Regions from separate parts of the Oryctolagus cuniculus genome. Here region 1 is linked to region 2. The links are chromatin contacts, called in public Hi-C maps. All regions are on one chromosome and are shown on one strand. The core of a region is the stretch at or near the end of the contact, and the rest is flanking DNA. Distances in the headings are between cores, read along the strand shown.

Region 1 (5,865 bases), core at 2,911-5,410, 450 kb after region 2:
TCATCACCACCCCCAGGGGCGAGTGCCAGCATTCCAGCCATGGCTCCCTCCGCACGCACCCAGCACCCACAGAGGCCGAGCAGGGCCTGACCTCTAAAGGCAGAGGTGGGGGGGGTGAAGGGAAGCGGGGTGGGGTCCTCCCAGCCTGTGTCACCTGCTGGGTGGGTGTGGACAGCAGAGGGGACAGGGACACTTCAACACCGTGGGAATCACAGTCACACAGCAAAGCCTGCCTGTCCGCACGGTGCAGGCAAGGAACTGAGGCCCAGGGAGGGGAAGGGACCTGTCCAAGGCCACACAGCATGTGGATGGCAAAGACTTAACTGTGAGCATCAGGGTCAAGCGAGAGACAGACTGCGCCCGCCCCGGCTGCCATCAGAAAGACCACTTCCAAGGGCTGGTGGCCGCCCTGCCCAGGGGGAGGCCAGGGCCCCCTGCACATGGGCGGCCTGTAGCTCCTCCCCCCAGTGCTCCCAGGCAGCGGGGCGGCAGGCAGGCCATACCTGGCCATTCACAACCCGGCCTCCTCCAGCGTGCTCTCTGGCTGGCTCAGCAACTTCCGGCCCTCCTGGCTACCCGTCTTCCAGAGGCGGGACTCTTGCTGTCCCGCCAGAAGCTTCTTCAGCTCGGATTCCACGAAGCCTGAGCAGCCACACACGAGGGAACGAGTGACACAGGAGCCTACACAGTCACTCCTCCATCCGGGTTCCCGGCCGCAGCTCGTGAAGTCTGGGGAACCCCCCCAAGCGTGAGGGCCTGTGTGTGCAGACAGACTGGCTGCGGCTGGCCGCCCCGGGCAGCTTCAGGCTGGGGCTGGGCACCACAAAGAAGCAGGCACAAGCAGAGCGTTGGGACTTTTGGGACTTTCGACCACACCCCCCAGCCTCGGGACAGCGGACGGTTAAGCCCAGCACCGAGGACGCTTGATTTAATCATCGAGTCTGCGCAGTGAAGCCTCCACAAACCCCTCACGGGCAGAGCCTGGAAAATGCAGAGCTGGACACGCGGCGGTGCCTGCACAGGGCCTGGGCGCCCCCGTGCCCTTCCTGCGTGCCCGGCTCCCACGACTCTCCATGATGTCCTTTACAATAAAGTGGCAAATGTAGGCATGATGGCCCCTGCGTTCTGGGAGGCATGGTGGGACCCCGCAACCGGCTCTCAGAGCCCAGGGCTGGGGCGGGCCACTGGGGTCGGTGGAGGGGTGGCCCTGGAGGCCTGGGCCCTCCACCTGTGGGACCTGCGGCTGCCTGCAGGGAGACAGTGCCAGGATATAACTGAACCAAGGACAGCCGCAGGTGAACTGGCGGGAAATAATCCCAGGCTCCTCGTGCCGGGGGCCCCGAGTTTGCACAGAGCCTGGGACAGGTGGGGAGTATGGCGGGGCAGCTTGCAGCGAGGGCATCCGAGGGAGAGGTGGCGGCTCTGTCCCCCAGCTCTGGGCAACCCCAGGCCAGCCCTGCTGGAACCCTTTCTTCAGCTCCCTGGGGGCAGCGGGCCTGCCCCAAGCCTGCTCTGGAAACTCATTTTGCGTAGGCCCCCTCCTGCGAAGTGTGAGCGCATCTGCACCTCTGGCCAGAGCGTTCAAGGAGCAGACGTGTGTCCCTCCGCCGTCCTCTAGCCACGGAATCCACAGCCCTGACCTGGAGCCCGGACCGCCTGCCCCCAAGTCCAGGCTGTGCCTTTGGACATGTCGTCTGGCCTCATCTGTCTACTGCACGTGCAGTAGACAGGCCCTCCCTCGGAGTGGTAGTCCCGGGAAGGATTTTTATCATATTATTACCGCAAGTCAACTGCGCTCCCTCCGGGGCTCCGTCACAGCAGTGCACGATGGGAAAACCAGGGATGAAGGTGGCCGGGGCGGGGAGGGGGTGAAGGGTCCCGCCCCCGCCTCACTGCCTCCCCAACTCTGAGGGGAGGAGGCGAGGACCCAGCGGCTTCCCGCCCAGCCAATGCAGGGCCCCTTGTGGGAGTCATCTTAGGTCCTCTGGTACCATCTGGTGGTGAGTTCTGGTGTTACACCCCTTGTGAAGCCCTTGGCCAAAGCCGGGCCCGGGGGTTTGGGGAGGCCTTGGGAGAGAAGGGGTCCAGGCATTTACCCACTGTGTCCGTTGGCTGAAAAGTCTTAGTCATCGGTGACTGCAGGGTGCCAGAGCCTGGGACACACAGCTGCAGTGAGCTGTTCTCGTCCTCCATTTCCTCTTCCTCCTCTTCCTCCTCCTCCTCCTCCTGGAGCAGGGCTTCCTTGGAGGGGAAACAGGGCATGCAGGTCCCTAAGCAGGTGATGAGGGCCAGGACCCCCAGCTGCAGCCCCTGGCTCACCCTCCCCAGGTAAACAGGAAGCAGAAGGGGAGGGCTTCGTAAAGGTCAGGAAAGGGGACTACTGCCCACCCCACCCCCACCCCCATCCAAGTCACAGACCCCAGGACCTGCAGCCACCACCTCCCCCGCCCCTTCCCCACCCCTCCCCCACCCCGGCCGCAGACCTTGACCAGGGCTGATTTCTGAAGCTGCTTGTACAAACTGAGGAGGTGGTTCCAGGGGGTCAGCCCCGCCTTGGAAGAGGCCAAGCTGGGGTCTCCTGTGGATAGGGTAGAAGGTCACCGGCAGGGGCACAGCACCTCAGTCAATCCTTGCAACTACCCTGCCGGACAGGACAGGTGCGACACTCTCACCGCCGTGAGGACGCAAGGAGCCGCTGTCACATCCCTGGGGGGGGGGGGGCGTGCTGGAGCTGGGGCTGTGTCCCATATCCCACCAGGCCCTGCACCCTCAGAAGCCCTGGAGGAACAGGGTCCGCCCCACGTGCCTGGCGCCCGCCCGGCCCTCTGGCCCCCGCACTCACCCTCGAGCAGATGTTCCATCTCCTCGTCGTCGCTGGTGACGGCCTCCGTGGTGTCCTCCACTGGCCCCAGGGCCCTCTGCAGGTGGTCTTGCTCTACCTCCAGAGCCCAGGCCAAGTAGCCCCTAATCCCACAGCACAGTCAGGGAGGGGAAGCAGGAGGGGTCCGGAGACCACCCCACCCCTGCGCATGCGCCCTGCCACCACCTCTCCCCTCAGCCCCGTGCTGTGCCTTCCCAGAGCAGGCTGCAGAAGGCAGAGAGCAGAGAGAGGGGTGCCAGGGAGCAAGTGGGGTGCTGGGGGAGAGAGAGCGCCAAGGACAGGGCCTGGCAGAGGGGCTGGGGGCGCTGGGCACCCCGCCTGCCCTGGCTCGTTCCCCTCCGGTGTCTAGTGCTCCCTCCGGGACGAAGACAGCTTACACTTGCAGGAGGACCCTGTCCCTGCCCCCAGCCCCACTGCCCCCCAACCCCTGATGGCTCCTCCCTGTCCCTGTCCCCTTATCCCTGCCCCCGCCCATTCAGGCGCCCCACTGAGCTCCTTATCCAGCTGGGAACTTGCTTTCTGACGCTTCTCAGCCTGGGTGCCCCCATCCCAGGCCCAGATGCTGCCCCCAGCCCCAGGCCACTGCCCCGCCTGGGGCTCCACAGCCCCTCACCTGTCCCTGGAGGCTGGCTGCTCCTTTTCCCTCCCTTCCTCAGACGGGTTGCCTAGCACTTCCTGGCTTCCGGTGGGCAGCACTGCCTTTACCTTCACGGCCTGGGCCGGGACCCTCAGGACCTCCTTGGGGTCGGGGGTGTGGACCCGCATGTCGCCCATGTCCAGCCCCAAGGGATCCAGCCAAGGCAGATGGGTGGCGCCCTTGGGTGTGGCCACAGATGGGCTGCCCTGCAGGGTGGCAGGTGGCCCCACCTCCCTCCTTCCGCCTCCCTGGCAGCCAAGCATCAGGGAGCTGACCCCGAGCTGCGGTACCAGCGCCTGGCCAGGGCTCTTCCGGCTGTCCCTGCTCCTAGCCAAACTATGGAAAAAGCAGAACATGGAAGAGTGGCCCAAAATCCGCGGGCGAGGGGTCGGAGCTGGGGCCTCCATCCTGAGAGCGGAGCCTCTCAGAGCGAGGGTCAAGGTAGCCACCCCAGGACCAACTGCTGAAGAACAGGAGTTTTCAAATTAAACCTCCAGTTGGAAACTTCCGGAAGTTCCAGAAGGCACAGAGCAGATGGGGTGGGGGTGGGGAGGAGTTAAAGGCAGAGGCCTGGCGGGCTGCTGCTTCTCGGGGCTGCAGGAGTCCCGGGAGGCGGCCGAGAGGGACCAGGACTGAGACCAGGGGCTGCGGGGACCCTGCCTCCTTCTGTCCTGCGGAACATTCCCGCAGCCAGACAGCACCTGCCCTCCCTCCCCTGTCCCCACTCACTGAGGATTTAACAATTTTTATCTTATCTGAAAGGCAGCCAGACAGAGAGAGACATCTTGCACCTGCTGGTTCACTCCCCAAATGCCCACAACAGGTAGGGCTGGGCCAGGCTGAATGAAGGAGCCTGGAGCTCCATCCAGATCTCCCACATGGATGGCAGCCCTCACCCGGTGCCTCCAGGGTGCACACTAGCAGGAAACTGCTATAGGAAGTGGAGCTGGGGCTTGAACCCTGGCACTCGGATACAGGATGCAGGCGTCCTGAGCAGCAGCTTCTTCACTGGGCCAAATGCCTGTCCCCACCATGGAGTTTGTGGATGTTGTTGCTTTTAAAGATGTGTTGATTTATTTAAAAGGCAAAGCTACAGAGTGAGAGGGAGACTCAGAGAGAGAGCTTCCATCCGCTGGTTCTCTCCCCCAACCACTGCAACAGCCAGGGCTGGGCCAGGCCAAGGCCAGGTCTCCCACGTGGGTGCAGGGGCCCAAGCACTTGGGCCATCTTTTGTTGCATCCCCCCCCCCCCCCGGCACATTAGCAGGGAGCTGGATGGGAAGTGGAGCAGCCGGGACTCAAACCCGTGCTTCCGTGTGGGATGCCAATATTGCAGATGACAGCTTAGCCTGCTGCAGCCATAATGCTGGGCCTCTGATCTGTGCTGCTCTGCCTGCCGACTTCAGGATTTCCAATCTCCAGACACCACCGAGGTGCCTGGCGCGTCGATCTGAATTACAGGTGGAATCTCAATTCAGTATTATCACTCTCCACCTACGGATGTGATTATCAATCAGCTCAGTGATTCTGTAAACCAGCTGGGGCTTGATTTGCTCATCTGTAAAATGGGTGTAGTCCATGGCACCTACTTCCAGGGGCTGTTGAGAAGGTCCTGGTTGACTGGATCCACAAGACCAAGGTTGCTAAAGTGCATGGCCTGCAGCAGTTGGAGCTTAAGAAACTTGGGCACCCTGTGTCTTTATCGGTACGCATGGAAGGAAGTGAGAAAGATCAAGGTCGAGGTGGGTTGGCAGTCGGGGAGGGTGAAGGAGAGCTGCCGCCTCTCCCGCTCGCCCGCGCCGCCCCTGGGCTCAGCCAGCCCCGGCCTTCCCGCTCTGGGCTCCAGGCCTGTGCCTCGGCATCCGGCGACCGCCCAGCGACTTCCTCTAGAGGGAGCTGATTGCGGCCGGGAGCAGCCAGCACCTCTATGATCGTCCGAGCCGTGAGGGTCCCTCGGGCCGTGCCGGGACCAGCAGAGGCTGCATCCGGCCGCCCGGAACACTGACGCCTGTTCCTGGAAGCTGGGACCCGCCTGGCCTCGAGAGGACCCATGGCCTCGGCCTGAGTGTGGGCAGGTAAGCTGGGAGAGCCCCTCCACGCTCCCTAATCCAGCAGCCCCGGCTCCAGGGTGGGGCAGAGAGCCCTCCAGGAGGGTGCTGGGGAGTGGGGGGTGGGGGAAGGCCTTAAGGTTTGCCTGGCAGTTCCTCCGACTCCTGCAGGGGACTGCTTTTGCTGGGGCTCCCTCTAGCTTGGTCTCCCCCCACCCCCCAGCTTCCCTTCTGGCCCTGGCCCCAGGATGACCAAGAACTGGGGCGTTTAGCCATCCAGGGGATGGAAGTGGGGGTCAG
Region 2 (6,207 bases), core at 3,312-5,811:
TGACCTCCGCACAGGTGGGAGGAGGCAGAGACCCCAGGCAGCCTCTGACGCCCATCCTGCACCCCATTCTCCTGGGGTGCTCATGGAGCCAGCGCTGAGCCCTCCTCGCACACAGCTGCCAGGCATGCCCGGTCCTCAACCCTCCCCTACCTGGGGCACCTGCTCCAGGGCGATTGGGTTTGATCTGAACACAGCTCTGCTCTTTGTTTTGTTTTTGAAATATTTTTATTTTATTCATTTGAATGACAGAGCTAGAGAAAGGGAGTAAGAGAGAGAGAGAGAGGTTGATTTTATATCCACTGGTCACTCCCCAGATGGCTACAACAGCCAGGGCTGGACCAGGCTGAAGCCAGGACCCAAAAGCTTCTTCCAGGTCTCCCTCCTGGGTGCAAGGGCCCTAGCACTTGGGCCATCCTCTGCTGCTTTCCCAGGGACATTGGCAGAGAGCTGGATTGGAAGTGGAGCAGCTGGGACTCGAACCCATGCCCATATGGGTGTCAGCATTGCAGGCAGCAGCTTTACCCGCTGTGCCAGAACTCAGACTCCAGATTCACACTTTGGAAGCTCCATCCTTGTGGCCGGGCTGGTCTCTGAGCCTGCGAGTGTGCTGTGGGGCCCTTAGTCCAAACAGGACGATGACAGGTGCACAGCCCCTTCCTCCTCAGAGACCCTTAGAGCAGGTGGTTTGGGGATTAGCGAGACAAAGCAGCTGAGGTGTATTATCACAGGGTGTGCAAGGCCCAGGGAGGCCGGGCCCGGCAGGCACGCTCTCGCCATTCCTGCAGAGACACATGCGGCTCCCAGCAAAGAAGCCTCCAGCCGCTTTCACGTCCGCTTTCGAGTTCCCTGAAAACCTGCAGACAAATTTGTGTTTCCCAGAACACGCGATTGCTCTGGAGTGGTGCAAGGAGGGCTGCAGCTTTAGCCAAAGGGGCACTACTGCAAGCCCAGAGCTCCAGGAGGCTGGGGCCACTCTGGCCAAGGGCAAGAGCAGGGCCTATAAGTGTGCTGGCCTCCAGCGGGGTCGCCCTGACCGGGCCTGTCCTGGAGCTCCCCCCTAGGGAGGAGACATTTCCCAATGCTCACACCCTTGACCCGCATCTCTGAGAGGGGGAGGGGGAGGGGGAGGGGCTGGGAGAGGCCCTGGGCCGAAGCCCCTGCCCCAGCGATGCTGCCCTGAGTGTGTGCAGGTGACTCAGGAGTCTCCAGGTCTCTGGGGAGCATGGCCCATTGCATTCCCTGGAAGGTCAACTCTTCATCCTGCAGACCTGCAGCCAGGGAACTGGTACTGTCCCCTGATCGGTACTGTCCTCCCTGCCCCCCTCCGCCGGCCATCTCCATCTAATGGCCCCGGAGAGGGAAAAGCACAACTGAAACCCATTAGACGGGAGGTGGAGGCCGTGGCTGGGTCAGCTCAGCCCAGGGCCATTGGCAGGTGTTTCCAGCCTCTCCCCAGACCCTGCCCCTTCCAGCTCGCTGTGACTGATTTCAACAAACCCCAAACTTCAGGATTTTTCCCAGATAATCGCTGGCTCCTATTAGGATTCCTTTGAAATGGGGAAGTGGCAGAAGAAGCTTTGTGGATATGAACTCCCAACACTGTGTGCAGTGGAGGTAGGGGGTGGGGGTAGGGCAGGAAGGAAGAATCTGGGGCAGCAGGATGGGGTTAGGTCAGATCTCAGGAAGAACTTCCGGGTCATGGAGGTGTGCTGTCCAGGCACCAGTCTGTGTACTGTTATTTCCCGAGGATCCCAAGAGTCCTCTGCCCAGGGTCCTGACCTCGCTGGTGGGGAACCCAGTGCTCAGAGGGGCTGGGGGTGTCCCCAGGGTCACAGCTCTTAAGACCTAGGGACCGGCTGGCACCTCGGCTCAATAGGCTAATTCTCCGCCTGCGGCGCCGGCACACCGGGTTCTAGTCCTGGTCGGGGCGCCAGATTCTGTCCCGGTTGCCCCTCTTCCAGGCCAGCTCTCTGCTGTGGCCCGGGAGTGCAGTGGAGGATGGCCCAAGTGCTTGGGCCCTGCACCCCATGGGAGACCAGGAGAAGCACCTGGCTCCTGCCAAGAAAAAGACCTAGGGACCAGGCCTCCTGGCTCCCAGACCTGTGCCCTTGTCCACTCCCTCCCAGTCCATCTGAGCAGTGGGGGTTGCTTTGGAAGGCAGACTGTGGAGCAGGTGGCCCAGGCCCGGGCCCTCCGTGTGTGACTCTTTGGGGTCTCTTGTGACCATGGGTCTTCCATAGTGGGGGCTCCCCAGCTCCCCCAAGGCAGGGGATGCCCATGGGAGTTCCTTGAAGCATGTGTGTGTCCAGGGCGAGTAGTCGGCCATAATCCCAAGAGAGAGAAGAAGGTACCCCCCCGCTGGACGGCCAGGGCCCACAGGTGAGGGCCGATGGCTGAGCACTCTGGGGCTGTGGCAGTCTGGAGGCCCCAGGGGTGGTCCAGGCGGGCTGCCTGGAGGAGCTAGGCCCCAGGCGGGGAACCTGCAGACTGGACGAGTCCACACAAACTCAGCCATCTGCCAGCCAACAGTGTTTCCTTTTTTAACCCCGAAAAATATAGCCTGCCCAGCCTTCTGCCACACAGCTGGTGGGGGGCGGGGGCGGGATAATTATGGCCAGAGTGAAGGCGCTGCTCCGGGCAGGGGATGGGCAGCGTGGCCCGTGTTATTTTCAGTTTGGCTAATCCATTCATTTACCCATCGGCTCCCTTATTCAACCACAGGGTGGTGAGGGTTATGTTGTGTTAGAAACGGCAGTGGCTCCCACATACAGGACCAGGTGTCGTGCATGCGTTACCATCGTGTTTTGCTCCTGACCAGCCCAGGGGGTGCCGCTGAGAGAAGGAGAAAAAATAACCCTTGCACTCGGGTCAGAACCCAGGCCCGCTGAATCGGAACCTGCCTGCGGCTCCCCACGCTGGACAGCCTCTTGTGCGCAGTGCCCGGGCCCTGCAGCGCTCGATCTGCGGGTGGGGACCCGGCCCTCAGGTGGGCAGGCACGGGAAGCCGACTCCCTCCGGGAACGCCTTGAGTCCCGGTGAGCCTGGACCACCGCACACGCGGTTGGGCAGAGCAGCTGGGTACAGGCAGCGGCTTTCACGGCCTTCGCTCGTCTCTCTAAGACGCTTCCCGCTGGGGTCCCAATGGCGTGTGTGTGTGTGTGTGTGTGTGTGTGTGTGTGTTCTCAGGGCTGGGGATGGAGCAGGATCTTGGGCTATGCTGGTCTGTCTCTCTCTCACACACACACATGTGCAGCGTGCATGAGTGCCTGAACACAATGTGGGCCCCTCCATCAGAGGGTTCCACCTGATGGTGTAAATGAGACATGTCCTGGGGCTATTACATGGGACGGCAGAGTGCGTGTGCGCTCTGCCAACAGCGACTCATTCACCAAACGTTCTCTGAGCTCACACTATGGTCCAGGCACAGTGCCAGCCCCGGGTGAAGGATGGTGAACGAGACTGGTGCTGGCTCTGTGGAGTCTGGAGCGCCAGGGGAGGTGCCCCCCACCTCCCACCGGGGCAGGTCTGTGGAGAAGGGAGGTGGAGGGAGCAGGGGTGAAGCAGGGGGAAGCCACGCCCCTGCCCCCACAGCCCTCATCCTGGAAGTGGGAGCTGTGGGAGTGGCTGGGTGCCCCCAGGCCTGGGCTGTGCTCTGCAGCAGGGAGGGTCTGTACAGCTCTGCTGCCACGGCCCTGTCCCCAGCTCCCTGGCACTGTGTCCTGCGCTCTCCCTGGGACAAGGACAGTCACACACTTACAGCTCTAATTGAAGTCACTTCTGCAGTCTGGGAAGGGATGCTCTTGCCATCCTAAGAGGGCGGTATGGCTCCCTCCCTGCTTCCTCCCCTGCCTGCCTCGAAGGCCACCTTTCTCAAAGCACCTGCAGCCCCCCCCCCCAAGGGGGGAGAGCTGGGCTCCAGCTCCTTGAAGGCCAAAGGCTTCCTGCAGCCCGCAGCCCAGGCCACCTGTTAGCCCTGGTGGAGCAGTGGCTGGAATGTTCCCGTAGCCACTGGCTCTCAGAGAGGCACGTGGAGGGGGGCCGTGGAATCACCTCCCTGGGCCTGTCTCCCCCCCACCATCATAGGCCCGAACCAGTCGCAGTGGGGTGTGCAAAAGAACATGCCACACGGGGGCACACACCACGTGCTCGCCGATGTGTGAGAAGCAGCCCCGCGGGAGGCTTTCCCGTGACGCACCGGGTGGGAGTAGCGCGGCCCCTGGCGTGCCTGGGCCTTGCTGTACTTTTCAGTGTGTGTATGTGTGTGTGTGTGTAGGGGGGAGTCCATGACCCTCGACCTCTGGGGTGAGGAGGAGTCCCCGGCCGAGTCTTCCTCGGGGTCGGGGGTCCCTGAGCTGGCACGCGCCGGGGAGGGGGGCTTCCGGGCGAGGGCGCCAGTGGGGTGTGGTGGAGGCGCGCGCGGGGAGGTGGGGGGAGCCGCCTCGTGTGGAGGGGCGGCGGGGCGCGCAGGAGCCGGGCCTTCCGGGGGTGGAGGTGCGGGTAGGGGTGGGCTCCCAGGTGCTCTCTCTTTAAAAGGCTGGCGGAAGCGCCGCGCGCTCGGCCCGCACTTGCAGCGCAAACTTGCGGGGCTGGGCTCGCGCCTCCTCGGGTGCGGCAGCGGCTGTGGGCGCAGGGGCCAGCGGCTGCGGCCCCCTCGCCCGCTCGCGCTCCGCGGCGCTCCCGCCCCGCCCGCAGCCTCTCCTCTCGCCGTCTTCCCCTCTCTCCCCGTCTCGCGCTCCCTCTCTCGCTCGCTCTCATTTTTTTCCTTGCTGCTGCCGCTGTTGCCGCTGCCGCGGCGCCGCTAGGCGCCCGCACCCCGGCGGGCAGCGCTCACTGGTCGGCTCCCGCTCCGCTGCCTTCCCAGCCCGGAGCCCGCTGCCGGACCCAGTTCCCCGGAGCCTCCTGGCTCCTTCTCGCTCCGGCTCGGGCGCCGGGCTCCGCGGCAGCAGGAACAGGGCTTGCCGCCGCTCGCCAGCTCGCTCTCGCCGGAGCAGCCGCCGAACGCCGCGGGCTTGGCGTTCTCGCCAGCTCATCCCTGCTGCGTCCGGGACTCCGGGCGGCTCCGCGCCCTGCTCGGTCCGCAGCGTCAGCGCCGCCCGCCGCGGCCCGGGCTCTGGGCACCGCGAGCACCGAGCCTCCGGCCGCCGCCTCCCTGCGCCCCCGGGGCAGGCGGGCGCGCAGCCGACCCCTCGCCGCGGCTTAAACCTCGCCGGCGCGCGGTGAGTTGTGGCCCGAAGGGGACGGGCAGCGAGGACCAAGCCCTCCGGCCTCCTGGGACGCGGGCTGCGGCGGGGACTCCAGGGCTCGGGAGGTGTCCTTCGGCGAGCTCCTCCGGCCGGTAGCGCCCGGAGGAGCCCTCGGGCCGAAGGGCGCGGGACCCCGGCCCAGGGGCTCTTCCCCTTGGGGTAGCGTCTGCTTTTCCAGAAGACCTGAGGGAGGGAATGGGAAAGCGGCTTTTTTTTTCCCCCTTTCGGGCTTGGGAAAGTAGTGTCTGGACAGGGGTTATGTCGGGTAGCAGCGGATGGAGGGTCTTGCTGGCTCTCATCAGCGCGCCCCTCTGCGGAAAGGCAGGGCCGGCGGGGGCGCGGGGCAGTATCTGCCCCTCTTCTCCCGCCGTCTCTCCCCGAGGGAGGGCAGCGCCGGCTTCGCGCGCCTGGGCTCCCTTCCCGGGCACCGCGTCTGGCTCCCGTGCCGTCCCAGCGCCGCCTTCGCCACCGGCAGGAGCCGGCGACCCCCTCTCCCCTTACAGCCGCGGCGGCTTGGGGTGGCGTCCCAGGGCCTGGGGTCTCCCCGCAGCGCTAGCACCTGAGGGTCAGGCTGTCTCCGGACGCTCGGGGCCGTCCCTACCCGGGACCGTGATGAACCCGAATCCCCGCGCGGCAATCGGGCGCGTGGGCTGCCGAGTGTTTGTGTGAGTGTGTGTGTGTGTGTGTGTGTGTGCGCGCGCGCGCGCCTGGGTTGGGGGTCCCCGCTGCGGGGTCGGTCTTCCCCGGCGCTCGCGGGCTGGTGGCGTCCCCTCCCCGCGCGGAGGCGGGGCCGGGAGGGGGGAGGCTCCAACGGCGAGGGGCGCCCCCGCACCGGGCGGTCTGAAGCTGTTTGTGCAGAGCTGGGGCAGCCGCGGCGGCGCAGGGAGTCCTGAGGCGCGGACGGACGAGCGCCCCCTGCCCCTAGGCCCCGAGTGATGCCCCCGCCCTCACGGTTCACTCCTCT

What was found. A called contact is a pair of places that touch in the nucleus more often than the background predicts.
Region 1: a contact with region 2 is called in a Hi-C map of embryonic fibroblasts, with 6 times the contacts expected there. The contact joins the promoter of LOC108177335 here to the promoter of GRM4 in region 2. A contact is called at or near these places in 4 of 6 Hi-C or Micro-C datasets (ear pinna, embryonic fibroblasts, skin fibroblasts and 1 more).

The regions. Positions count from the first base shown.
Region 1 is chr5:135,606,792-135,612,656 of mOryCun1.1, forward strand. It overlaps LOC108177335 (gametogenetin-binding protein 1), which reads right to left and starts at 4,161. Exons shown (of 6, transcript XM_070074685.1): 1 at 3,495-4,161; 2 at 2,843-2,964; 3 at 2,484-2,578; 4 at 2,097-2,241; 5 at 504-642. The coding sequence starts at 3,925. The coding sequence ends at 512. It overlaps BAK1 (BCL2 antagonist/killer 1), which reads left to right and starts at 5,369. Exons shown (of 7, transcript XM_070074688.1): 1 at 5,369-5,592.
Region 2 is chr5:135,161,095-135,167,301 of mOryCun1.1, forward strand. GRM4 (glutamate metabotropic receptor 4) reads left to right here and starts at 4,562. Exons shown (of 11, transcript XM_002714597.5): 1 at 4,562-5,216.